Regions from separate parts of the Mus musculus genome. Here all the other regions are linked to region 2. The links are chromatin contacts, called in public ChIA-PET and promoter capture Hi-C maps. All regions are on one chromosome and are shown on one strand. Each heading gives the region's core, a stretch centred on a gene start, on an enhancer-like site or on the middle of the called end of the contact. The rest is flanking DNA. Distances are from core to core; before and after follow the strand shown. Region 1 holds the start of Ap2b1 (adaptor-related protein complex 2, beta 1 subunit). Region 2 holds the start of Ddx52 (DExD box helicase 52). Region 3 overlaps Ap2b1 (adaptor-related protein complex 2, beta 1 subunit). Region 4 holds the start of AI662270 (expressed sequence AI662270). Region 5 holds the start of 4930502E09Rik (RIKEN cDNA 4930502E09 gene).

Region 1 (5,328 bases), core at 1,379-3,878, 640 kb before region 2:
GTAACTGCAAAGGTCAAAAAAGTATGTTTGATTCTCTGGAACTGGAGTTACAGACCATGTGTGTGCTGGGAACCAAAGTCAGGTCCTCTGCGAGAGCAACCAGTGCTGTTAACCACTGAGCCATCTCTCCAGCCCACCAAGCCACCTCTCCAGCCCACTGAGCCACCTCTCCAGCCCACTGAGCCATCTCTCCAGCCCACTGAGCCACCTCTCCAGCCCACTGAGCCACCTCTCCAGCCCACTGAGCCATCTCTCCAGCCCACTGAGCATCTCTCTAGCTGTTTATGCTTTTAAGTGAATAGCAAAAACACACAGCTAAGAAATAGCTAAAACAGGTAGAAAATGAAACATTTGCATCAATTAAGGTTTTTAGTTGCAAAGAACAGAAGCAGGCTATTTTAAAACAAAAGGAACTTAAACTCTAGGTGGGAAGGCTGGAGAGATGATGGGCAGGTGAGAGCACTTGTTGCTCTTGCAGAGGGCCTGAGTTCAGTTTTCAGCACCCACATTCAGAGGCTCACAATTAACTGTAAGCCCAGCTCCAGGGATACAGTGCTCTCTCTGGTCTCCTGAGGTACCGACACATACTTGTACAGATGCAACGTTTAAATGGAGTAGCTCACAAAACAAGATAGCTCAAAAAGAACAGGACTATATAACTCCCTTAGCGTTCTCTCTAGCAGGAATTAGTAACGTTTCATCCAAGTAACCTTGTTACAGTGAACAAGTGTCAAGTGCTCATTGTGTCCACGGTCAGATTCTTCTGACAGAAGGTGCTGGCATATATATGTAACCCCAGCGCCTGAGGCAGTGGGCTACCTGGCAGTGAGGAAAGGGGGAAAGAGGTGAAAGGGGGAGGAAGGGGGAAAACACCCATTTGAGCAATCTTGGTTTAAAGTTGATCAATCATGGTTAGCCAGAGGGTCAAGATTTCCTGATTAATGGACCCACAAGACTACTCTATAAAAAGGAAACTGTATTCCATGAGAAAAGGAAAAAGTTAAAAATAGTATGTCCTGGTTGGTTATATAACTCAGTGGTAGGACGTGTGTGAAGCCCTAGGATCCTTTCCCAGTTCTGGAAAGAAAAATAGTGTCAGTTTTTATTTCAATTTGGTAATGTGCCAGTTTTTAGTTACCAAATAATGCATTAAAAACCCCAGTCTCAAATGTGTAGTCTAATAGAAGGCACATGATTAACCTTTCTATTAGAAGGCATTAAAGGCTAAGCCTGACCATCAGGTTTGGAGATCTTAAGTATATATTAAATGTAAGTTACATAGGAAATTATTTAATAGATGCTCAGTAAATAAATGTAATTGGGTTAAGTCATCTGTTTTGTTTTTCAAAGACAGTTTTCTGTGTAGCCCGGGCTGTCCAGGAATTCACATTGTAGACCAGGCTGGCCTTGAACTCACAAAGATCAACTTACCTCTGCCTCTTGATTGCTGAGGTTAAAGGCTTGTGCCACCACACCCAGTTGCCTTGAGTTTTTTGTTTTTAATATATAAAGATTTATTTTTTTTTTTTAATGTACACAAGTACACTGTAGCTGCCTTCAGACACCAGAAGAGGGCATCAGATCCCATTACAGATGGTTGTGACCCATCATGGGATTGCCTGGGAATTGAACTCAAGACCTCTGGAAGAGCAGCCAGTGCTCTTAAACACTGAGTCATCTCTCCAGTCCTACCATGAGTTTTTTAAGTTTCAAATCTGGCGGCTGGAGAGATGGTTCAGTGGTTAAGATCACTAGCTGCTCTTTCAAAGGACCTGGATTTTGTTACCAGCTCCCGCATAGCAGCTCACAGCTGTCTGAAATTCCAGTTCCAGGGGAACACTCTCTCACATACATACATGCAGGCAAAACACCAATGCACATTAAAAAACAAAATGAAAAAAAAAAGATTGTTCAATAGTAGAGTGAGGGGTGCCTGGTTAGAAGCACCACTAAGCCTTGGAGTCTAGGTATATAGATAGAGAAGTTCAAAGTGCTCTAGAGGCAGAAAGAAGCAAGAGGGCTTAGTTTTAGGCTTGTCTGAGTTACACAGCCCGACGTTGGTCTTTCTTTTCTTTTGAAGCTGGACATGGTAACTAAACGCCTGTACCAGTTTATAGTTTCCTAATGAAACCTGTATCCACAACCTGTTTTAGGTACCTTATACCACTCAAGCCTAAGGGCGGGGCAGGAAGGGGGCGCTAATAAGTTTCTCCAGTCTTGTTCAATGTAGGGATTCAAACTCAGATCTGAATGCTTCTTAGCCATCTTTGAGTCGCCGTCTCCTAGTTCATCCGTCCGTCTGTAGTCCTGGTTTCTATCACCTCTATGGGCTTCTTAACCTTACAAGCAAATTAGCTGAGGTTTGTGTTTGAGCAAATAGGATATCTCACACAGGTTTCACAAAAATCTTGTTCACGGGAATAAATCCCGAAAATACCCACTTATTGAAGATATCCGGTGGGAAAGCAACTGCGGGTCTCCTGAGTGTATAGGCAACTGCCCTATCCCTGAGACAGGGAAACCTTTCCGTTGCTGAGGCGACAGACACGACCTGGCCGTTTGGTTCTCCCGCGCACCCAGATGACGTCAGGCGGCGAGATTCTCTTACGCCAAAGCTTCCGGCTCACCATCTTTGTCCCTGGCAAATTGGGTTTTGCGCAGTGGCTTAGATCTAGAGAGAATCGTGACGGGCAGGAAACCATTACACCACCACCCCGGCTGTGCTCTCCGACTGCCGCCGCCGCCGCCGCCACCCCGCCCTTGCCTCCGGTGAGTTCAAGGCGGCTGGCTTTGGGGTGTGCCCTGACTGACTCGCGGTGCTTGTGAGGGAGGGGAGCCCCAAGCCGGGTCATAGGCTCAGGAGGAAAGGAGAGCCGAGGAGCGTGACGGTTGAGGGTGGAAGGAGTCCTCGGGTGTGACCGTTGTGAGGGAAAAGCTGGGAGAAAGTGCCTCCATCGTAGTGACCGTGGTGGCCTGGGGCTGCGCTCCGGTGTAGCAGCGGGAGTTGGGGGCTTCGGAGCGAAGCAAGGTTCCGAAGACCGGCTTGGGGAAGGCTCAGGCCAGGGGTGTGGCCGCTGGAGGCCGAGGGAGAACCACCCAGCTCTCCCGTTTGACATCTGTTCATTGAGAAAGAAGCTCCGACGTGTCTCCACGACTAGGGAGAAGGGATTCCCGCGACCGTTTGGTCACTGAAACCTCTCTTGTCGCACGTATTTGGGGTTAAGAGGCATCTCTCCTTACCTAGTGAAAATTGGACAGATTTCTTGACCTGGGGAAGTGGATAAAGAGAATGGGGACTAACTGTACTTCGAGGAAGGAAGGAGAAACCTGCATAATTGAGGCCACCCCCACCCTCTGTGTAAGAGGGGAAAATAAATCTTAGCATGGAATTTTGTTTTTCTTTTTTTTTTCCCCCCTCCCTATATTCCCTGGGGTTATCAGGAGCAGTCTAGTTTGGGCAAGGCTGTAAATTCTACTAGAAGTGAAAAAAAAAAAACAAAACAAAACCCTGGAATTTCCTGCTATTTCTTTATTCTTTGAATTCACAGGATGTATTAGCTTTTTGAGCAGCCCTCTTTTTAGGAGAAGGCTCTTATTAAACTCAAGCAATTTAGTTATGAAGCAGTGTGAATGTGTCATGGATGCTTCGCTGAATTTTTTTACTTTTAGAAGGGAGATTTTTTTTTCTTTTATTTTAGTGGCCAAACTTTTTTTTTTTTTTTGCAACCTTTGTGGTTTAAAAGACAAAGAACACACTGTAAGCTCAGTAAGGCTAGTGACTAAGAAGGAAGGTGGTCTCTTAGAGAGGAACAATTTAAATTATTAACTGCTCTCCTGTGCAGTTCACTGCTTAGCCTTAGGGTGCACTTACAAGGTAATAATAGAAAGCGGCAGGTGAAGTAGGTGCAGCCATCGGTAACACATTCCAGTGATGACTAAGTGAGGCGGGCGGGCATGTAAACTGAGAACTGAGTAGGTGCCTTGCAGGGTAGACTCCCTGAGAAAGAGAGGGGAGTGTGCGCTGCAAACAGCTCAGTCAAGTTGTGTGGTAAATTAAAACAGAGTAAATATCCTGATGAATTAAGATCAGAGAGGTCCCTCGCATCCTTTTCTTCTGGAAAAGATTTTGCTTTCGTCTCAAGGCACACATTTGAACCATGTTAGACAAGGGGCATTCAGAAGGAGGATAGCATCCCCATTTTTCTTCTTTCCTCCTGGGCTTAAGTTTTCCAAAATGTCCTGGCATTTCATAACAGTTGGGTGTAAGACTGTTGGGCTTCTTTCTTTCCGTATAATCCTATATTAATAAATTAACTTGTAGTTATTTAAATAGAAGCCAGAGGTGGATTTAGCTTTTAACGTTTTATTTCTGACAAGCTAAATTAATCTGAGGCTGCTGCTGTCCTTATGTTATGAACATCTGGCCAGCAATGGTCTTTATACCACTCATCCTTGTAAGCAGAGGTGACTGGAATGACTTTCTGCTTTAGAATTTACTGAACTCTGGCTAGTATTGACTTCATGTGCAAAGGAGGGCACAGTGGTCTTGCTAGTGCTAACGCTGGCTGCCATTTTCCAGAGAACCATTTGAAATTAAGACCTTATAATTTTTTTTTTCTGACTGTATTCTACCCAGCCTATTAATCTTGTTTCACTGCTGAGCTGCTCTTTTGGGGAATTGGAGGAAGGGAAGGCTGGAAGGAGAGAAAGGACTTCGACAACCTATATTTATCAGAAACTAGGTTATGTTAATCTAGATATATAACCTTGTACAGGGAGGCCTGGGAAAGGCAGTGGAGCAATGCTGTGGACTAGGACAAGTCCAAGGATCCTTGCCTTGCCCTGTGGCTGCTCTGTCCTTTAACAATGTCCCCAGGCCACACGATAAGTCAGTCAGTGACCTTTCAGGTTTCATGTCGTATAAGATTGTGTACGTTCAAATTCCATTGTGGCTTGTTTATTTCTAGGGATTTCCTGAAAAACAAAAATTTGCCCCAGTAAGATTGAGTTTTGAAGCACTAGGCAAGTTGAAATTGTGTTTTTCCCGTTCTCTTGTGGCTTGTGTGTGTGTGTCTTATGTGTGTGTGTCTTCTACTATAGGCATCAGTGTCTATCCGGCAAGTGTGGGGGGCTTGGATTAAAAAATAGTTATATGTCATTGTGAGTTGAAAGTCACGGGGACATTAAAGTTCTGTCATTACCACCTCTTCTCCTTTTAATTAAATACTTAAAATTCATGCAAGTATATAATGTGTTTCGATCCAGGCCATCCCTGCCCCCATCCTTCCTTTCTACTGTTGCTTTTGTTTAGACTATTTTCATTTTTCC
Region 2 (5,481 bases), core at 2,899-5,398:
ATAAATCAATCAATACCTTTTCCCACCACACTTATTGGCAAAAAAAAAAAAAAAAATTTTTTTTTTCAAGACAGCATCTCATGTAGTTTCCAGGCTAGCCTTCGACTGGCTATGTACTGAAGGATGACCTTGATTTTTTTTTAATTATTTCTTGTGAATGTGTACATAGCACAGTGTGTATGTGGGGTTAAGAGGACAGCCTATGGGCATCTGCTCGCTTCTTCCACCATGTGGGAGTCTAAAGAATGAAGTGGGATCATCAGGCTCGACAGCAAGTGCCTTTACGTGATTAACCATCTCACCAGCTCGATGACCTTCAACTTCCTCCTCTTTGCCTCTGTGCCAGGACTATAGCATGTGCCACTATGCCTAGTAATAGGGACTGAAGCTAGGGCTTGGCAAATCCTAAGCAGCCATCTACTAACTGCACTGCATTCCTAGCCTGCTGTGCCAAGTTCATCTTCTCTACCAAACCCATCCTAATGTGCCACAACACCCATCCATCACCTCCAAGCCCCCGGTGACAACTCCTTCTGTCCCTATAGCTTCCGCTGGGGTTCCTAGAACAAGCATGTTGGTACTCTATACCCTAGCAGGCTCTACTCCTTGAGAACAAAGATGGGCTAAGTAATCTCTGCACCCCTAGGCCGTGGTCTGTGATGGGACACTGTAAAAACAATGCTCTCCTCGCTGAAGCTTGCTGGGCGATAAGCAGGGAGTATACGAAGAAAAATATTCCAAGACACCCCTTCAGGCTATGGCGTGGTCATTCTGCTCATAACAACAAGCTGTTCCAAGCAGCCGCCACCTTGGTGTTGCACAGACGTTGTGTTCTCACTGGCTACAGTTGAGAAGCCATGTGTGTCCAACAATCACACCATACTAGTTTTTGGAGAAATTCCAGTTACACAGAACCAGGATTCAATTTCCTCTCCACTTTTATTGACGATACTTTGAAATAGTTTTGTTTTTTTCCCCCCAAGAGGAAATGCTCTCTTAATGAGTCAGCTGGACATTGTCAAGGCAAGCAATAGTGTAAGTTGGCTCCCATTTGACTTCATTCATTCCAGTCTATTAATGCAAAGCACCAACTAAAGAAATAGGTCCACTGTTAAATTCATAGAGATCTTTATGTGGTTTGTCCTATTTCATTAGATCAGTAAGACTTACAGAACTGGGGAGCTGGCTCAACTGGTAAGTTACCAGCTACACGAGCATGAGGAGTTCTATTCAGAACCAGGGAACCCATACACAAAGCAAGGTGCCATGTACCCACAACCCTAGCACCAGGGGTATGGGAGGTAGCTTAGAGTACAGTTGGATTCCTGACGCTCATTGGCTAGTAAGTCCAGCCAATTGGGGAAGCTTTGGATTCAGAAAGAGACCTTGTCTGAAAATAAATAAATAAACGTGGGACTGGAAAGATGGCTTATTGGTTACGAGCACTTACTGACTGGTCTTATGAAGGACATGGGTTCGGTTCCCAGGATTCACATAGTGGCTCAAAACCACTTATAACTCCAGTTCCAGGAGAGTCAATTCCTTCTTCTGACATTGGGGCACCAGGCACAAATATGGTGTCCATACATACATGCTAGCAAAAACACACAAACAATAAAATAAAATAATCCTAAAAATAAATGTGGAGGGTCAGAGAGTTGGCTCAGCAAGTAAACATGCTTGCCACCAAGCCTGAAAACCTGAAATCAATTCTTGTTAACTACAGGGTGGAACCAACTCCTGAAAGCTGGGTTGTGACCTCCACGCATGCTGTAGCAATGCATGATTACACATGAAATTAATATAATAAAATTTAATAAATATACAAAAGGGAAGTGCAGGTGAGGAGACACATTTGATGTCTGTCTCTGGACACACACATACATGTGCACCTACATGTGTGTATGTGCATGCATCAAAGTGCACACTCCAAAAAACTTGGATATATACCACACAGACACACTACAACACACACAGAACATTCACACACTCACACACTCACACACACATACAACACACATACACAGAGAGAGAGAGAGAGAGACTAAAAAATGACCACTTAATATGAAACAGATTTCATACTCAGCAAATGTATTTAGAGGCATGACACATTGCCTCAGCTTCAGAAATTTTAAAGTCTGTGGACCAATGTGGAGCTATAAGTGCAGCGCAATAGAAAAAAGCTACGGTAGAGGAACGTGGTCAGGTGTGATGGTACACGCCTGTGATCTCAGCACTTGGGAAGCAGACAAAGTTGGATCTCTGTAAGATTTAAACCAAGCTCCAAGTCCAAGTCCCTCCTTTTAAAGTAAAGGATATAGAGCACAAATTCAACGAGCAAGACAAATCTATTCTCTGGAAGAAGGAAAGTGAGCTGGCCATTGGTATAATGCTAAATATTTCCTAGTAAGGAAGGCCACCTACAGGGCTTTCCTCAGCTCCTGGGAGGTTAACTCTCTAGGGAACCATTAATACCATGGGGCTATAACTGGATGGGAGAGACCATAACCTCCACTGTATTAACGTGGATAAACTTTGGTCCTGCCTAAGCTAAATGCTACAAACGTCTTCACAGCCTTATCTGTTCTTCTGCATGGGTTCTCAGGATCAAAGTCAGATCATCAAGTTTGCAGGGTTGGTGTCTACCTGTTGAGCCATCTTCCTGTCTCCTCAAAATACTATTTATAGAGAGGGAGTAAATATATTTAAAAGAGTAAGATGTCCCCACTGTTAGCTGTAAGGAGGAGTCAGGGAAGAGATTTTCATGACATCTTATGCTCACTCCACATCTGCTCTCCTCGAGAATGAAAGTCTCACTAGAACTGAACTTTCCCCCTCTCCTCTCTATATCATAGATCTATCCACAAATGATATGGACATATGATGTTTGAGTCTATGCATTGTATTATTTATATTTTGATGTCTCCCAGTTTTGTTTCTCCAGCCTTCAGTCCTGAGCTTCAGACTCTTGGGTCCAAGTACCTAATTGGATGTCTTCACTTAATCAAGTAGAGATCTACATGTCTACAAACGTAACAATTCCATGATTCTCATTCTCACCAAAAGGCTGCTCTTCCTTTCTTCTTAGTTCAGTAAATGGCATGCCATCATCCCAGCTCAAACCACAATATTTAGCTACCTCTGGATCCATTTCCTCACCCTACACAAACTCCATCAGGTACATTAAACTCTATATCCAAACTGTAGCCCAAATCCATCCACATTTGAATAGCTATCAACCCAGATAAAAGCAACAGCTACTTTAGTCTCCATTTCTACTCTTATCTGTTCCATGTCCCTTCTCCAAATAACTCCAAATAATCATGTATGGCCCTTTCACGAATTCATTCATCAAACATTTATGGAAAGCAAACAGAACCAGGGATACAATCATAAAGCAAAAATAGATCTTCATGTTTGTGGACTTACATTCCAGAAGACAGGTTATACAAAACTTAAAAAGTCGAGTAGTTCAAACACAATGAGAATGAATCTAAAAATCAAATGGGATAAACTAAGATAGTTGCTCCTTCCATGAATTTTGGTTTTGCAGCATGTTTAGATTAAAACCTAAATACTTCATCATGCCCTTGTTACAGCGTTGAGACCTGGTTTGTTTGCCCCTGTAAGCTTAGCTCCAGCTACTCCAATTTTCTTTCCTTTCTTCATTTCTTCCTTCATCCCTCCCCCCACCCACCCCCTTTTCCTTCTTTCTGTGGCACTGGAGAGCAACTCAGATCGGCTTCTGTTCTAACAAGGTTTCAGATCCGTTTCCTTCTTCAGATGGGTTTTCTCTTCCCTGGAATGCTGTTCCCATGTCTTGGGAAAGTGGCCCCTTCTCAGTTCAAATTTGATTGAATTTAACCAATCTAACTAAACTAGCTTCTACCCCTTCTCAACCCATCACAGCTTTTAATTTGCCTCACGATGCTTTCCATTTTCCTCAGTTACAGTAACTGGTTAATAGTATCTCTGTCCTTTCTAAACGGTAACCGAAAATGCAGAATATTGGCGTGTTGCTCATCAAACTATCACTAAACGTCTAGCACACTCCCACGCACAAGAAGCGTCGATTTTGGATTTTGTGAACGAATTCCCAGCTCACACGTTTTCCACGCCTATCACAGCCAGGCTCCGCCTCCTGGAGCGACTTCCGCTACGGCCTGTGCGGAAGCAGTCGCGGATAGAAAGTGGTAAACGCAGGCGCCGGGAGGCCGTGGGGCCTTCTGGGTAAAGATGGATTCCTACGACCTGTTTCGCCGGCTTGGAGCCGGCGCCAAGTTCGACGTGAAGCGCTTCTCAGCAGACGCTACTCGATTCCAGGTACTTTCTGTACGCGGGGAGCCGCGTGACCGAGAAGGGGCGGGATCCGGAGATTGAGACCGCCGCCAACCGGGCAGCCGGCGCGCTGGAGACCCCGAGGCCAGGCTCCGATCACCCCCAAGCATTTCCCTCCTGGGATTTAGCTTAACCTAAGATTTACCCCAGACTTCTGAAGGACTGTTTACTGAGCCCCGGTAGACTCAGTTGAGCCTGGCACAGACATTTTGATTCCCAGGTATCTTACTTTACTCACAAAGTTGGAATCCTTTCCGAGACCCCTCTTAGAAACTAAGAAAGCACGCTTTCACTGTAAGCTACCCAAGTTTGACTTAATGTACAGATAGCTGTACTGCAGTGGAGAGTTGGGGTGTTTTGTTTTGTTTTTTCATCACTCTAACCAACCACATTTTAAGTAGCCAACCAAAAGTGTGATCCTGATATGCGGGGGGTTTCTTAAAGAAGTAGTGAGCATGAAAGGAAGTCAGTTGGGACTCACTTGTGAAACATTTTAAACATAAGCCTTACTGTAAAATACAGCCTTTGTGGAGGGTGATGTCTGTGTTTCTTCGTCCTGACTGCAGTGTTGTGGTTACATTTGAACCCTGGAGCAGGGATTTCTGGGATCAAATGCAGGGCCTGCTAGTGAATACTTCTGAGATCTTCACTAAGTTACTTGCTGGTGCCTGGATTTTTTTTTCCCCTCTTCTGTCTCACTGCTATTTACCTTGTAGGGTTGGTGTGAGGATGAAGTAATTTAATATCTAATAAATATCCTTGACGTGTAGTAAATGTATATAAATATTCATTGTTGTTGTTGATAGGATTCTGTTTGCCTAAACACACTACTTAGCTCAACAGAATCTTGTTTGAAAAGGTTAAAAAGGCGAATTACTGAACCTGCGTCCTCCGTACAGCCAGTCACGGTTGGATGGAAACAGTTCTGGCAGTAAATTTCATTTAAAACTTTTGGGGTTTTAGGTAGGAAAAAGGAAATTCGATTCCGAGTCTTTGGAGGTCCTGAAGGGACTAGACTTCTTCGGAAACAAGAAGTCCGTCTCAGATGAATGTGGAGCATTGCAAATACACCAGGAGCCCCCAAATGAGGAGAAAACACAAGGGGTCCTGTTGGAAAGGAGTAAGGAGCCCAAGAAGAAAAAG
Region 3 (5,196 bases), core at 105-2,604, 620 kb before region 2:
TTCTTCTGACCTCCTCAGGTGTCAGGCATATATGTAGTGCACATACATACATGCAAGCAAAACACTACTGCAAATAAGATAAAATAAACATATAGAAAACAATATCCATTTATTTTAAAAAGACACTAAGCTATTTCTTTATTTTCCAAGTCCTATATTTATATGAAGCTGTGTTTTCTTCTTACACATCATCTAAAACGTTCCCCAGCAGAGGTAGTGACATGAGAATCCAGCTGTGTCAACTTAAAAAGGTGCTATAGAGACTTATGAGTGTTTAAACAAGGGGCTGATATGGTTGCTCAGTGGGTAAAGTCATTTTCTGCAGAGCCTAATGACCTATTTTAGTCCCCTAAACCCAGCAGAGAAGCACTTCTGTCCTGTCTCAGACCTCCACATACATGTACAAACCTTGAATCAAATGTAAGACATTGCCATCTTCCTCATTGATAAAAATAACACTCACTTTAAAATAACTTATAAAATAGGCTTAAGATTTATTTTATTTTATCTTATCTTTGAGACAAAGTCTATTATGAAGTCCTGGCTATCCTGGAACTCACTAGGATGGCCTTGAACTCAGAGATCCATCTGTCTCTGCTCTCCACATGCTGAATTAAAAGTGTGTTACTATGCCTGGCTTATGCTTGTTAATTTAAGTGGATTCTTGGTCTACTAAGTCTAAAATATTTATTATTTTGGCCTCTTAGAAAATTTTATCAACCTTTGAATTCTGCATAGCAGTAGCCTAAGCTAACATGTGAAACAGGACTAGCAGAAACCTACTTCAGGACATCAGGATCTTTGGAGCATCCTGTCCCACTGCTGTTATCTGGGTTTCTGTTGCTTATAGGGACAGCTCTCAGCTTTTTGGTCTCAAGAGCCCTTCCTTCAGCATCCACTTTCCCCCAGATCTCCAGAAAACTTTTGTTTATGTGGGTCATACTATCGTCATTCAGAAAGGAAAAACTGAGAAAATTTGGAAGTGTTACTCCTCTTTAAAGTAATGACCATAAACCTTTGAAATATACTACAATTTTCCCTTGTTGGTACTGGGGATTGAACCTATGACCTTGCTTATGCTAGGCAAACCCTTTATTACTAAACTCCTTCCCAGCTCTCTTTATTTCAAGAGAGAGTCTCACTAAGTTACTGAGGCCAGCTTTGAACTCTTCATGAAGTACAGACAGGACTTGAGCTGGCATCTTCCTTCCTTAGCCTTCCAGATGTTGGGGTTAAGCACGTACCAGTGTTCCAAGCTTTAGTCTTCTTGTGTGGGCTGTTAGCAGCACTTAGGACTGCTAAGCGCATATTTGATAACGTTTTGTAATCACTGACTGGTGCTGCAGCCACTCTGCATCTGCATGTTCTCTTAGACAAACAAAAAACCCACTTCTGAGAGAGTTTCAGTTCTCTCCATGTGTATGAAACTATACCGCTAAGCAAATAATTGCCTACTCTCAGAATAGAAGTCAAGAGGTTCATTGGAGATTTGATGGATTCTTTTTGAATTTGCAGCCCATCTTCCTTCTTGTAAATACTTTCTATTTTTAGAGCAGAGAGATCGCCTAGTCACCTGAAATCAATATCCAGGATCCACATGATTCAAGAGGAGAAGTGACACTCAAAGTGGTCCTCTGACCTCCACCTGACATGCCGATGCACTTACGTAATTAAGAAAACATATCATGTTTAGGACGGAAAGCATAGCTTCTCTAGTCTGCTTTTTGTGTGGACAAGACATGTACTATGTGAAATATACTAACAGGCATTTTTTTTATATATGTAAGATATGTAGAAATATTTAGAATCTTAAAGTATTTTAATAAGGGAAGGCTATTTGCTAACTTTATAGTTAACTTCTGGTTTTTTGTTTTGTTTTGTGTTTTTGGTTTTTTTTCCAGACAGGGTTTCTCTGTGTAGCCCTGGCTGTCCTGGAACTGACTCTGTAGACCAGGCTGGCCTCAAACTCAGAAATTCATCTACCTCTGCCTCCCAAGTACTGGGATTAATTCTGTTTTTTAAATATGACTCATTTTAGAATCCAAACTTGGAACTTCAGTCCTTTTATGCTAATGATGCTACTTTGTGAGTGTAGTTAGACATTTCTTTTTCTTTCTTTCTTTCTTTTTTTTTTGAGACAGGGTTTCTCTGCGTAGCCCTGGCTGTCCTGGAACTCACTCTGTAGACCAGGCTGGCCTTGAATTTAGAAATCCGCCTGCCTCTGCCTCCCAAGTGCTGGGATTAAAGGCGTGTGCACCATGCCCGGCTTAGACATTTCTTATAGGGAAATGGTAAATTATGAAAAGATGGCTAGTACTTGGGAAATGAACAGACCGTTTATATTTGACTATGCCCCATTTTGTAAATGCATAATACTGAATACAAGTAAATATATCCATAAACTCTATTACAAGGAAATCAGACACCTTGGAGAAATGACTGATTCCAGATCTTGATTAAGGATTTCAAACTTGGGCTGGAGAGATGGCTCAGTGGGTAAGAGCACTGACTGCTCTTCTGAAGGTCCTGAGTTCAAATCCCAGCAACCACATGGTGGCTCACAACCATCTGTAATGAGATCTGATGCCCGCTTCTGGGGTGTCTGAAGACAGCTACAGTGTACTTACGTATAATAATAAATAAATCTTAAAAAAAAAAAAGAAGAATTTCAAACTTGAACATAGGAGAAAGCGTAGACACACTTGAAAACATAGGCTCACATCACAAGGACTCGGGACCTACTTAATTCCTCCTGGCCAACAGTGAAGAAAATGTGCATTAAACTGAAAATGTGCAGTATAACTGTTGGAATGCTTTGATACCACAGTGAATTGATGTGGAAATTGTAATTTTTGGTGGGGGCTGTTGATAAAGCTAATTATTTTTCTTAGAGTATGCCTAAATGATTGTAGATGAAACTAGAGGTTGGCAGTAATGATGTACATCTGAAATCTCAGTGCTTAGGAAGCTGAGGTAGGAGAATAGTGAGTTCAAGGTCTCTTGGCCTACGTAGTAAGTTGTTTCAGGTCAGCATAAACTATACATAGCCTGACCCTGTCTCAGAGCCAAGTGCTAGGCTTGTAGCTCATAAGAAATATACTTTGTATGATTCGTTTTAAAATAATCTCGAAGTTTGAAATATAGCTCAGTGGCAGAGCACTTCCCTAGCATGTATGAGGCCCTGGCCTTTGTCTCCATCACTGGAGAAAGAATCGAGGGCAACTAGACAGGAGGTGGAATGTGGTCTGAAGGCATATGTGAAACAAGATGAGGCCTGTGCCAGCATCTGTTGGGCTCCTTCCATTGCTCTCAGACTTTTTGTTTTGTTTTGTTTTGTTTTGTTTTGTTTTCCGAAACAGGGTTTCTCTGTGTAGCCTTGGCTGTCCTGGAACTCACTCTGTAGACCAGGCTGGCCTCGAACTCAGACATCCACCTGCCTCTGCCTCCCAGGTGCTGGGATTAAAGGCATGTGCCACCACTGCCTGGCTCAGTTTTTTGTTTTTGTTTTTGTTTTTTTAAAGATTTATTTATTATATGTAAGTACACTGTAGCTGTCTTCAGAAACCCCAGCAGAGGGCATCAGATCTCATTACGGATGGTTGTGAGCCACCATGTGGTTGCTGGGATTTGAACTCAGGACCTTTAGAAGAGCAGTCAGTGCTTTTAGCCGCTGAGCCATTCTCAAGCCCTGGCTCAGATTTTTTTCTAACCGTTTTTTTTTTTTTTTTTTTTTTTTCCCTCCCACAAAAACTATTGTGAGGGCTGAAGATACAGCTTAGTAGTAAAATGCTTGCCTACTGCACACAAGGCCCTGACCTATACACTACAAAACAGAGCAATTTAGAGAGTTGGCAGCCAATAATACTTTTTATTTTTTATTTTTTTAGTTCCTCATTTCCATGAAAATGAATTATCAGCACTGAACCACTGCCCTCCTGTCAAATCATCCTGGAAGCCAACACTGTCATCTGTATAACAGCTTAGCACTGATGCTGTTTCACTCAATTCCCTTTTCCTCTCTCCTCAGCTCTCTCTTCCCAGATGTGGTGAACTGCATGCAGACTGACAACCTGGAACTAAAGAAGCTCGTGTACCTCTATCTGATGAACTATGCCAAGAGTCAGCCAGACATGGCCATCATGGCTGTCAACAGCTTTGTGAAGGTAGTTTCCCAAGGACCGAGTCTTCTCTATCTCATGTAGCCTTTTCAGAGGTGACGTTTGATGTAGCTTGTCTCTGCGTTGCAGATAAGCAGCTTGTGTTTCAAGGGATGAACTCCTGGCAGTGAGCAACAATGTTCATGTTGTAAGCATTCTGTACACTAGGGATACTGAAACCATATGGCAAGCCTTCTCTTGGAGGGCTCAGTACATCCGTCCTTGCCAGATGAAACCTCATGTTTACCCTCCTAGGCTAACAGAGGTTAGGTGTTTCAGCATATTATTCGTTGCTTGCTGATAGAGAGTGGACATGCTGTCATATTGTTACCTGAGGAGTTGTTTTGTCTTTGGTTCAGCAGGCTTTACAGCAGTGAAACCAACATACATGATTTGTTTTGTTGTTCTGTGTATGTGTGTGAGTGTCGAGGCCAAAAGACGAATTGGATCCCCTGTAGCTGGAGTTCCAGGCTGCAAACCGCAGACATGGGTGCTGGGAACTGAAGCAGATCCTCTAGTGAAGCAGCGCGTGCTTGTAACCGCTGAGCCTCCTCTCACCCCGGGATTCAGTACTTTTTTATTATGGAAATTTAAAAATATTCATGTAGAGGAAGTAGTATAAAAAATACTCATCTTGTGATTTTTAAGCAGTTACTGATACATGGCCACTTGTTTAATTTATATTCTCTGAGCATAAAACACTCTGATCCCATTCCCCTTTCTCAGCCGCATTCTCATGCTTATGTTTGTTAGAATAAGATCTGTAGGATCTCAATCCCCCTGCTCTCTGCCCTCAAAGAGGGTCTCACTCTCTATCCCAGGCTGACCCTGCTCCAGCTACCCATGTACTAGACTTAGAGGCATGTGCTGCAACCCCTGGCTAAGATCTGTCTTTAAAAACACCGACCTACCACTACTGTGACATCTTTAAAAACTGACAAAGCCACACTTGGTGAGTTGAAGCCAGCCTAGTAACCTGACTCTGTCCAAAAAACCCAAATAAATAAGCACTGATCCAAAGTCTCCATACTGCAACTGA
Region 4 (5,837 bases), core at 3,083-5,582, 720 kb before region 2:
TCTTTTTAATAGCTGAGTAGTATTCCATTGTGTAAATGTACCACATTTTCTGTATCCATTCCTCTGCTGAGGAGCATCTGGGTTCTTTCCAGCTTCTGGCTATTATAAATAAGGCTGCTATGAACATAGTGGAGCATGTGTCTTTCTTACCAGTTGAAACATCTTCTGGATATATGCCCAGGAGAGGTATTGTCAGATCCTTCGGTAGTACTATGTCCAATTTTCTGAGGAACCACCAGACTGATTTCCAGAGTGGTTGTACAAGCTTGCAATCCCACCAGCAATGGAGGAGTGTTGCTCTTTCTCCACATCCTCGCCAGCATCTGCTGTCACCTGAATTTTTGATCTTAGCCATTCTGACTGGTGTGAGATGAAATCTCAGGGCTGTTTTGATTTGCATTTCCCTGATGATTAAGGATGCTGAACATTTTTTCAGGTGTTTCTCAGCCATTCGGTATTCCTCAGGTGAGAATTATTTGTTTAGCTCTGAGCCCCATTTTTAATGGGATTATCTGATTTTCTGGAGTCCACCTTCTTCAGTTCTTTATATATATTAGATATTAGTCCCCTATATGATTTAGGATAGATAAAGATTCTTTCCCAGTCTATTTGTGGCCTTTTTGTCTTATTCACAGTGTCCTTTGCCTTACAGAAGCTTTGCAATTTTATGAGGTCCCATTTAGATCTGTGTTTTTATGAATACACTTCTTCTGCTTATATCTTACTTCAACGAAGCTTCATTGTTCACCCTGCGAAGTTATACTTAACAAAATTTGGATACCAAACAAAGGTTATGCCATTTTAATATGTTTCTAAAATAAATGTTCCTTACAAATCATCATCAAATTCTCTTAAAGAATTCTTATTGGGTTTCCAGGATAATATTTCCAGGCTTTGCGGTTTAAAATGTTTTGATGACTTGGGATTGTGATTTTCAGAATTGTGGCTTAGACCTTTGAAGACCAAGGAAGTGAGAAGACACATTATCACAGCTGCATGAGCACCTATTGACACTTGTCACAGTAGCTGGTCTAAAGGACACCTAACCATTCTTCCTTCACACAACAGCCACTGGGGCTGAGACACGTTAGAAACACTTGTTTCATGGAGGTGACATCAGTGTGAAGTCATGACAGTTGTGGGGTACATCATGGATGAACTAGGAAGTTGTTGCACTCTCGAGGCTGCTGGAACTCATGGGAGATCATTGGCAGAGAGTTTCAACAAAAGCAGCAGCTGCCTGCCTAAAGAGAGCCTCTTTGGGTGGCAGTTCAGGAGCTCCATTAACATAGGAAAGTCAGAAGGAGGAAGCCAAGTAAAGGATGGCTGTAACAGTGTGGGGCAAGGACCTGGGTAGTGACATGGACTAAGAAAAAGCAAGGAGTCCTAGTAATGGCATGCTTGGCTGCAGAGTCAGGTTTTCAGGTCAACAGGACAAACCTTGGGGAAAGACTTATGAGTGGGAGCCAGTGAAGTGATGGCTCAGTGGATGGAGGCAGCTGCCACCTTGCCTGAGGAGCCCAGCCCCAGGGATCTCTGTGCAGGAGAGAGAGAAATTGACTCAAGCCAGTTGTCTTCTGACTGCCACATGGTGGTGTAGCTGTGAACACCCAGCCCCACAACTGCATACAGATACATTTAAGCACTGCTAATTTTTTATAATGCTACATTTTAGGAGCAGAAGCAAGTGTTCAGCAGTAAAGAGCACTGGCTGCTCTCCCAGAGAACCAGGCTTGTATTCCCAGCACTCACATGGCAACTCACAACCATCTGTAATTCAAGTTTCTGGGATCCATTACACTCTTTGGTCCACAGCGAGCCTGAGGCATGCATGTGGGTCATTTACATACATTCAGGCAAACACTCATCCATAACATAACATCCAAGTAAGTAAGTAAACACAGTTTTGACATTCTTAATATATTTGTGGACCTGGAGAGATGGTTCAGCGGTTAATATCACTGACTGCTCTTCCTGTGGTCAAGTCCCAGCAATGACATGGTGGCTCACAACCATCTGTAATGGGATCCAATGCCCTCTTCTAGTGTGTCTGAAGACAGCTACAGTGTACTCGTATTAGTAAAATAAGTAAATCTTTAAAAAATATATTTGTAATTTTGATTTAATTTTGGATTCATCTCCCCAATCCAACATCTATTTTTGAAAAGAAAAAGTAATATCCCCATCTAATGGGTATATAACATATTACATCATCTTAGAACCAACTGTTTTCCTAAAACAAACATTGGGATCATAATTGTGGTTAGATTCCTAGTGATGATGAAATTGTAAAGTGAACTTTTGTGACCACGATGCTCTGTACTTAAAATGAAAAACAACAATAAAAATGCAGAACCTGGAATCTGCTGACACCCTTGAGCCACAGGCACCTCCCAACAAACTAAATCATACAGGACACTGCCTTATCTCACAGTCAAGTCTGTGACAGCCACATGTTGCTTATGTCCCAGAGTAGAATCATGCAGCATGTTTTAAATATATTGAAGTATAAGCTTTTAATGGCTCAACCTACTACTAGCTTTAACTTAATTCTTTGTTATAGATATTATAGATTTTTTTAACCATATCTGATAATTTATAAGTCAATCCTTTTAGTATTTGACCCTGGAGTTTAAAATCATGCCTGGGTCTGAAAAAGGTGAGCTATAACCCACTTTCAGAGCCAGCAATAACGAAGAACATTATAGAACAATTTGAATATTACCCATATTTAAACAACATTTGAATTTCTATTATATTAAATCCAGTGTTCAGGAAAACCAGAGGTGAATTCTGAGCACAAGTAACTGGCAGAAGGAATAAGAAATAACATTTATTCTTGAATTCGTGACCAGGCAGAAACTAGCATGCAATGGTCATGTACATTCATACACATAAGATCCACATCTAAACATACAGGGTAGAAATCAGACTCATCCATAGCTTGGACAGGAGCTGGTTCTGGCCTGATGCAGAAGAGGGACAAGGCAGTTTGGCAGTGCCTGGCTTCCATGTGGGACCCCAGGTTTTACAAAGCTCTCCATTGAGCCCGGGGATTTACTTGTGAATCCTTCATCCAACCCCATCCCCTTATGCATACTCAGTGTTCTGAGATGTGAAGTTTTTATCAATGCAGTTTTCCTGCTCCCAAGAAGCAGCTGAAGGTGGAGCTAGGCACCACCTGGAGCCCTGGGTGCAGCTGTGCCTTACAGCCCTGAGTCAGAACATACAAACATAGGATAGATACATAAGAGAGGACAATGACATGTAACGATTGGACTTCTTTCCTTCAGAGGTCCATCAGTCCCTCTTGTGTCATCTAGTTTCATAGCCTTCCAAGTCTTAACACACAAAGATGGATCAGATATTGACTTAAGAGACCAAAATATACATGACATCAAAGACAACTGTAACAAATGACTAGTGTCTCATAGAGGTTCCATCAGTCTGACAAGGAGAATGTAATGGACAGGAGTCTGTTTCAGAGGCATCCTTGCATAATCCCTGGAGTACCAGGCATCCTGGGGAATTCTCACTTTAGCTGTGCAACTAGACATTGGAACACTGATGACTGTGCCAGGTCCTTGGCCACTCTGATTTCTGCCTCCCAGCATCGCCTGAGTGCATCTGCAGGGTTTATGTTTATACTGGGTTTTGCTGGGAAAAAAAAAAATGAACGCAACCACTTCAGGCCAAATTTAAAGCAAACATTTATGAAATATTAAATACGGACCAAGACTACTGAGAGGAGCTTACAGGCTTGCTGTATGGAATCTTCTCAGGAGAGAGAAGACAAAAGGTCATGACTCTTGATTTCATCCACTGGCCAGCACTGAGTAAAACCAGGACTAACGATCTGGCACCAAAGGTAAAAGCAAAATCCTTGTAGTTGAGTTAGGGGTGCATTATGTGAAGGTGGCTCTCTATATACTCAATGTTGAGGGATAAACCATCAGCAAACTAAGCACTAGCCAGACAGCTGAGTGCGAGCCGGATCTTGGTATTATTTCTTTTTTTGTTGTTGTCGGGGTTTTTTTGTTTTTGTTTTTTTGTTTTGTTATGTTTTTTTGTTTTTTTCGAGACAGGGTTTCTCTGTGTAGCCCTGGCTGTCACTGGCACTCACTTTGTAGACCAGGCTGGCCTCGAACTCAGAAATCTGCCTGCCTCTTAGTATTATTTCTGTGGCCTATCAGAGGTCCTATATTTTGTAAATATTAGACCTTCTTTACTTGCTTATTGGCTGTAATAAAGAGCTGACAGCCAATAGCTGGGCAGAGAGTGGAGGGCAGAACTTCCTGGGGAGGGACTCTGGAAAAAGAAAGCAAAGGCGCCAAAGTCGCCTGGGGCCTCGGAGATGAAAGATGGACCTGAACAGGAGCAGAGACGCAGAGCTGGCCACACATGGAAGGTAATGCCAGGACAAATCGGGATGAACTAGAAAGTTGGTTGGAAATCTGCCCAGCTATAGGCTTAAGCTTTAAAATACCCGATAGCCTCTGTGTCATCATTTGTACTGCTTCTGGGTCAGAAAGTCCTGCTATATAACTGAAATCACACGGGGGGCCTCTTTAGAAGAAACTGACCAGTGCGGAAGGAACAATATCCTCAGATCATGGAGAGCAAGAGAAGGAAACACAGAAAATAACCATGAGGCCTGAGAAATGTTTTGAATGTATGTGAGATTTATCACATCCTTCCTGCAACCGCTCCTGTCACCCTCCCTGAAGGCTGTCAAGAAAGGACAAGGAGACCAGCATGTGGTTTTAGTTTCTGCCACAAGGCTCACATGAGTCCCTCTGTATCGCCTGGCTGGCCCTTCCTTCCTCCGCATCCAGGCTAACTTTAAAATCCAACCTGAAGGTTTTAAAAATCCAATTATAAGTTAGCCTATATATTAGATGGGGGGGGGGGGGAGGAAACTTCATATTAAAAGCCCTGTATAAAATGCACTCTTTACTGCATTGAGTTTGGTCAAGAGTTTTCGTGGCTGCCTGTTAGTTTGTGTTACCAAAACGAAACATTGAAACATCGGCATGGAAGTTTCTTCTAGGAGCCTGCCCCCAGTTGGTAAGTGAGGAAACATGCATGCCCCTGCCTGAATTAAGGGGGAGGGTTGGGTACAAAAGCAGGAAGTACGTAAAGATATGTGTTTGCTTCTAATTGGACCTGATGGGAAAGCCAAATGGCTTTATGGGTATACGCCTTTAGATGACTCTGCAAACTACCTCTGCCGCCATTTTCTGGGGACCCGGAGTGGTTCTGGGCAAAATCCTTCATCTTGGCTGAATGAAAAAGAGAAAGAAAGAAAGAAAACATGACTGGTCCTGGTTTTCGGCGCCATGTGTATGAGAAAAAGAAATAAAAAGAAAGGAAGAGGACTGGTCCCAGGTATAGTGGAAGAGAAAGTTTGTGGATTGAAAGGGAGGCAGAGCCACGGGGCAGAATCTTCTTGGAGCGTCCAGAATGAACATGTCCCTAGCTTTTTTAGGAGATGGAGGAGAGGGAGGGAGGAAAGAGAGGTACCAGGTGCAGCAGCCCGGGTTGGCATTTTGTCTAGGCTCTGCCCACAGTTTCTGGCAACAGCCAGGTATACCTGACTCACTATAAAAGGGACTGCTTGCCCCCTCCTCACTTTTGCTCTCTGCTCTTCTCCTCTTGCCCTTGCTCCCTTACTCACTTCCTCCCTCTCCTCATTCCCCTCCCTACTCTCCACGTGCTCATGGCCAGCCACTACTATCTCTGCCTTTCTCTGTCTCTACTCCCTCAACTCACATCCCTATGCCCTACATTCTATTCTATATTATACCATCCCGTGGCTGGTACCTCAGGGGGAAGGG
Region 5 (5,340 bases), core at 2,234-4,733, 890 kb after region 2:
TGGCCATACGAGAGAGGCAGGGTCTGCCCATCCCCAAAGCTTGGTCTGTTTGGTCAAAGTCTAAGGGGCTGAGGACACTCCCTGAGTGAAGGAAAATAATCAAGCCGATCAAGAAGGAGTCTCACATATACGTGAAAGTCTTCAGTGCTAAGGAAAAGGGGGGAGGCAGGGATCCTGAGATGCGAAGGAGATTCTCTTGACACCTTCTAATACCTGGAAGTAAATCTACATATACCTCTGGCCCCATGTCATTCCTCCACCACTGACTGCCAAGACATGCTGAGCTGGTTACTCCAGGGCCCAAATTCTCTTTAACATCAGCCAGTCCCTCCCAGAAGGGCTCAGCTCTGAACTGCCACTTTCTCTTCCCAGGAGGCAGACAGAACTTAAAGGTGAGTCCTATACACAGCTCTCAACGGAGTGCTCCTCTTTCTCCCTACAAGTGGTCAGGATGTCAAGACAGACTCTCTAATCTCTACTACCCCAGCCCCATCCTGAGTTTTCCCCACCTACTCTTAGACACTCCCTGTGCATATCCTCAGGACATTCCGTAGAGCCCTGAGAAAGCAGAGCCACTGAGCTTGGAGGGAACTGACATTTAGAAGTTGGAAGCAAGTAGGCTGTGGGAGGCCAGTGAGTGACTGAGCCTTGTGAAGGTGACTGTGTGATTGCAGCGGGGTGCGGGGAGAAGCTGCCATAGAGGAAAGCCAATTTGGCCAACTGCCCTGGCCTAGAGCCCTCCTCCTCCCCAGTGAAGCTAGAAATAAAAGGCTCAATCAGGTGACCAAATAAATTCTTTCCTGCTCTTTTTTTTTTTTGAGATGGAGTCTCTCTATGTAGTTCTGGATGTCCTAGAACTAGATAGGTGGCTGTTGTAACTTTCTGTGAGTTAAGAAATGGTATGCCCCAGATGGTTAAGAGCACTGATTGCTGTTCCAGAGGTCCTGAGTTCAACTCCCAGCAACCACCTGGTGGCTCACAACCATCTGTCATGGGATCTGATACACTCTCCTGGTGTGCGTCAGAAGTCAGCTACAGTGTACTCGTACAACTAATAATAAATAAATAATTTTTTAAAAAATAGTGCCCCTCTGGGACTCAGAAGCCCCCTTCCACCTGACTTTACTGTCCATGTCTACCTCACAGAATAGGATTTCTCCCAGTAGAATACCAGAACCCAAACTTAGTTTTAATATCAGCAAATTCATCAATGAATAAAAACAGATAGTAAGCAAGAACCCAGAAAAGGAATTCATCTCCCTCCAGACTAAAAGTCCTCAGCAGCAAAGCTATGTGTTTATGTGTATACTTATCTATTTGTATGTGTATGTCTCTGTGTCTATGTGTTTGTATCTGTGTGTGTGTCTGTGTATATATGTGTGTGTCTGTGTGTATGTCTGTGTGTGTGTGTCTATGTGTGTATGTATGTCTATGTGTCTGTATGTGTATATGTCTGTCTATGTGCGTATGTCTGTGTGTGTGTTTGTGCATCTGCGTGTGTTTCTATGTATACGTGTGTCTCTGTGTGTATGTCTGTGTGTCTATGTGTATGTATGTCTGTGTGTGTGTGTGTGTGTATGTGTAGAACATTATCCATCTCTCTGTCATTGTCCCTCCTTGCTTCACTTCTGCCATCTCCATCTGATCTCCAAAATGACCTGAAATCAGGGCTGTCCCCACACAGCAAAGAGGTTCTCTCTTAATGACATGCAGCCACCCTAGGGTTGACTGATCTGCTTGGAGATTCCCTTAGGATTCGGGGAATCCCTTTGCTGGCTAGTTTAGGGTAGAGAAGTGGAAAAGAAGGCAAGACTGGCTTCAGAATTAGGGAATCAAAACTAAAACAAACAAACAAAAAAAACCTAGGGAATCCAGTTGTCCAATCCTGGCCTTAATCCTCTCAGCTCCAAAGATGGGGCTGGGCCCTGTGCTTCTCCAGGGAAGGAGAAGGGTGAAGTGAGGCAATGGTGGAGGCAGGTGACCTTGGGATTATCTGAGAGGCTATAAAGTGTACCTTTGGCCAGTAGCTGGGGAGGGGACAGTCCTCCTTCCTGCAACAACTTCTCCCTTTGCCTCCACCCAAGGCCTCCTTACCCTTTTCTGTCAGAGGACTTTGAGCCATGGTGAAGATAGAGCCCTGCAGGTGGTCCTGCCAGGGCAAATAATGGGAATTTCTCTTGTCTTCTCCCAAATGGCATCTCCTCCCTATCTTTTCTGATCTGATGCTGCTCATAACTCCAGGAACCCCCAAAAGAATGTTAAGAGAAAAACTAGGGAGTTCTGGATCCGTAACATTTTATTTTCTCAAGACTTACAGGTTTAATGCCCTATTTCACCTACTCAGTCCCACCTAGGAAAATGAATCAGAAAAGAGAGAGAGAGAGAGAGAGAGAGAGAGAGAGAGAGAGAGAGAGAGAGAGAGAAAGAGATCTACAAGTAAATATTCCATTCACTCTTTAGGCTCATGGCATGTGAGTTGAGCTCAGATTTGAATTAAAAGGAGAGCTAGCTTCCACCCTAACCTCACCCTCAGTCATGGGTCAAACACTAGCTTCTTGTTCATTGGTTGGCCAGCACTTTACTCGGTGTGGCTTGGGTGAGGTTTGGGGACAAGATGAAACTAACCTAGTCACTTAGACTAGCCAGTTTTTTTTTTTTTTTCTTTTCTTTTTTTCCCCCTTCTCCCTGGCTGCCTAGCTAGCCCTTGACCTCTGGCTTCCTCTTTCACCTGCCAGTATAGGGGGCACAAGATGGCAGGGGTAAGGGAAGAGAATACCAGGGGTCAGGATTTGGTACTCTGCTGCGACACGAACTATCAGGAGTGAATGGCTCTTATAAAAATAGAACTTAGAGAGAACTTAGGTCCTCTCGCTACTAAACAGCACTCCTGCTCTCAAGGCCGTTGCAAATGGCCCTAGGGTAGTAGGCTCAAAAAGAGCAGGGTCTCTGGCTCCGGCCACGGCAACTCTCCCTCCCCTCACTCAAAGCCCTGCCCCATGGAAACGACGTACTCCCCCCTCCCCCAAGAGCGTCCCCGCTGCCTGGCGGAGCCTTACCTCGATGTTGCCAACGGTGCGGGCACAACCCACAACCTTCAGTCCCTGCTGGACTAATGCCCGGGCCACGGCCGCACCGATGCCCCCCGAGGCTCCCGTCACCAGTGCCAGCCGGTCGCGCCACCGCTCCATGCCAGCTCTAGTCATGGTCCCGAGCCGTCTGCCCACCTCGTTCGGCGAACCAGGCACTGGGAGCGGGGAGCTTAGTCTGGGGTTACTGAAGATCGGTGGCTCCCTGGTCACTGCAGTGGGGGACGCCGGCAACTTGGAGTTGCGCCTAGACCCACCCACTATTGGCCCGGCCTCCGGCCCGGGCTCCGCCCTCGGGACCTCCGCATTGGGCCACATGGCGTCCGAGTGGCCACCTTTTCCGGACACGCCCACGCCCGCGCACGAGCCCGTCCTTCCCGCGACAGGCGGAAACCGCACAGCCTTGAGGATAGGGGCCCACCGCGGAAGTGGGGCCTGACAGCCGGTGGAGTTGCTTTTACCGTGAGCGCTTCCCTTTGCGGTGGAGAGCCTCCATCTGCGAGGAAGAGGACGCACGCTCGCACGCACTCAAGGCCTCCTTTGCTCAATCAGCCCTACTTCCAAAGGCCTGAGGACAGGATGGGGGATCTAAAGGTTACTCCAGTGCCCTCCCAAACCACTGGTGACTGACAGTAAGGATTCAATCCAAAAAGCTTAAGGGCCTCTGCCATCAAGGCCAGTTGACCTGAGGAAGGGTTATTGTTCACTGTACCTGATCCTTTGGCTTCACTGGCCAAGTAAATGGTTAAAATACCCAAGTACTCTACACCTAAATGGCACCACGTCTTCAACCGTCCTTGACATCAACCACTCCCAGTCCTACAACGGCGCAAATGTTACACGATGTACATCAATAGTCACCCGCAGAAGCTGACAACTTGAATATCACGTGGTAGCCATAACTTTAAACAGCATGCATAATATACCCTTATAAGATTTTTGAGCCGGGCGTGGTGGCTCATGCCTTTAATCCCAGCACTCGGGAGGCAGAGGCAGGTGGATTTCTCAGTTTGAGGCCAGCCTGGTCTACAGAGTGAGTTCCAGGACAGCCAGGGCTATACAGGGAAACCCTGTCTCGAAAAAAACAACAAAAACAATATTTTTGTTTTTCTTTTGTGCAGGAGCCAACAGAGCTCTACCACAAGGCATGGTGGCACAAGCCGGTAAGGGGACATAAGAGACAGGTCCACGAGTTCAAGGCCATCCTTTAGTAGAGAGTGAATTCCAGGCCAACTGAAACATGAGCCCCTTTCTCAAACACAGTAAGTATACTGGCACATTAAGTGTGAAAAACAACAAAACAAAACAAAACAAAACAAAACAAACAAAAAAAAGAGAAGTGTGATGAAGGCTAGAGAGATGGCTCAGCAGTTAAGAGCACTAGCTGCTCTTCCAGAGGTCCCGAGTTCAATTCCCAGCAAGCACATGGTGGTGGCTCACAACTATCGAAAAAGGTCCGATGCCCTCTTCTGGTGTGTCTGAAGACACCAACAGTGTACCCATACATGCCTGATAATGCCAGCTGGTGGTACATGCCTTTGATTCAGCACTCAGCAGGCAGATCTCTTGAGTTTGTTGCCAGCCTGGTGTACAGTGAGTTCCAGGTCAACCCGGGCTACAGAGAAACCCTGTCTCAAACAAAACAAAACAACAACAACAAAAAATAAAAATAAAAAACCAACAAACTGTTTGATGTCTACCTTCTTCAGATAGCCATCCTTTATGATTTCTGGACATGGATAAGAAGCTCAAAGACCAGGCGCGTGCGTGCCTACCACAGTCACACAACCCATGCTGATGCAGTCCTAGGAGGCTGAGGCAGAATTGTAAACTTGAGGTTAGTGTGAACTAGTGAGACCCTGAGTTTAAAAGAAAAAAAATAAATTCACTTGGGGCCAGAGATGACTCAAGAGGCTAAAAACACTGCCTGTCCTTCTAGAGGACCCTGGTTCAATTCCCAGCACTCACCTAGCAGCTTACAAAGGTCTGCAGCTCCAGCTCTAAGTGATCTAATATCCTCACACAATTACACAGGCAATCAAGAATACCAATGCATTTTTAAAATAGGAATAAAATTTTTTCACTCACTAAGCACCCATCTGGCTATCCTTCATATGGCTGGAAGGGCAATATTAAAACTATTGCTTTTGCAGATCTTATGTAGCCAGGAGTGTAGTTCAGCTGGCAGAGTAAATGCCTAATAAAAAAAGAAAAAAAAAAAATGCCTAGCTGAGAGTATCTTTCCAAAGTTGTT

What was found. Promoter capture Hi-C pulls out the DNA fragments that hold promoters and counts their contacts. ChIA-PET counts read pairs in DNA pulled down with a chosen protein or histone mark.
Region 1: a contact with region 2 is called in an RNA polymerase II ChIA-PET map of memory CD8 T cells, with 37 read pairs. The contact joins the promoter of Ap2b1 here to the promoter of Ddx52 in region 2. A contact is called at or near these places in 4 of 39 promoter capture datasets (the C10 cell line, hippocampal neurons, liver and 1 more), 2 of 484 Hi-C or Micro-C datasets (cerebellum and liver), 2 of 115 datasets of contacts at active chromatin or transcription factors (astrocytes and memory CD8 T cells) and 2 of 9 other capture datasets (adipose tissue and liver).
Region 3: a contact with region 2 is called in a promoter capture Hi-C map of neutrophils. The contact joins the enhancer-like site here to the promoter of Ddx52 in region 2. A contact is called at or near these places in 13 of 39 promoter capture datasets (the 3T3-L1 cell line, 3T3-L1-derived adipocytes, the C10 cell line and 7 more), 4 of 484 Hi-C or Micro-C datasets (cardiomyocytes, cerebellum, gonadal supporting cells and 1 more), 2 of 115 datasets of contacts at active chromatin or transcription factors (the 230-238 cell line and large pre-B cells) and 2 of 9 other capture datasets (adipose tissue and liver).
Region 4: a contact with region 2 is called in a promoter capture Hi-C map of pre-B cells, with 2.6 times the contacts expected there. The contact joins the promoter of AI662270 here to the promoter of Ddx52 in region 2. A contact is called at or near these places in 1 of 39 promoter capture datasets (pre-B cells) and 1 of 115 datasets of contacts at active chromatin or transcription factors (memory CD8 T cells).
Region 5: a contact with region 2 is called in a promoter capture Hi-C map of pre-B cells, with 6 times the contacts expected there. The contact joins the promoter of 4930502E09Rik here to the promoter of Ddx52 in region 2. A contact is called at or near these places in 9 of 39 promoter capture datasets (the 3T3-L1 cell line, the SN4741 cell line, cranial neural crest and 6 more), 1 of 484 Hi-C or Micro-C datasets (double positive thymocytes), 5 of 115 datasets of contacts at active chromatin or transcription factors (embryonic hindbrain, embryonic midbrain, forebrain and 2 more) and 1 of 9 other capture datasets (adipose tissue).

Annotation. Positions count from the first base shown.
Region 1 is chr11:83,300,069-83,305,396 of GRCm38.p6, forward strand. Ap2b1 (adaptor-related protein complex 2, beta 1 subunit) reads left to right here and starts at 2,629. Exons shown (of 22, transcript NM_001035854.2): 1 at 2,629-2,769.
Region 2 is chr11:83,937,942-83,943,422 of GRCm38.p6, forward strand. It overlaps Ddx52 (DExD box helicase 52), which reads left to right and starts at 4,149. Exons shown (of 15, transcript NM_030096.2): 1 at 4,149-4,323; 2 at 5,302-5,481. The coding sequence starts at 4,237.
Region 3 is chr11:83,317,912-83,323,107 of GRCm38.p6, forward strand. It overlaps Ap2b1 (adaptor-related protein complex 2, beta 1 subunit), which reads left to right. Exons shown (of 22, transcript NM_001035854.2): 4 at 4,028-4,163. Among named protein-coding and RNA genes, the nearest start is that of Ap2b1, 18 kb to the left of the region's middle. Within about 2 kb of position 1,355, at least 4 of the 459 cell types and tissues checked have an H3K27ac peak or open chromatin away from gene starts, as enhancers often do.
Region 4 is chr11:83,219,244-83,225,080 of GRCm38.p6, forward strand. It overlaps AI662270 (expressed sequence AI662270), which reads left to right and starts at 4,333. Exons shown (of 4, transcript NR_015519.1): 1 at 4,333-4,408; 2 at 4,967-5,067; 3 at 5,209-5,388.
Region 5 is chr11:84,825,695-84,831,034 of GRCm38.p6, forward strand. It overlaps 4930502E09Rik (RIKEN cDNA 4930502E09 gene), which reads left to right and starts at 3,484. Exons shown (of 3, transcript NR_046281.1): 1 at 3,484-3,718; 2 at 4,208-4,348; 3 at 4,796-5,174. It overlaps Dhrs11 (dehydrogenase/reductase (SDR family) member 11), which reads right to left and starts at 3,309. Exons shown (of 7, transcript NM_177564.5): 1 at 3,057-3,309. The coding sequence starts at 3,203.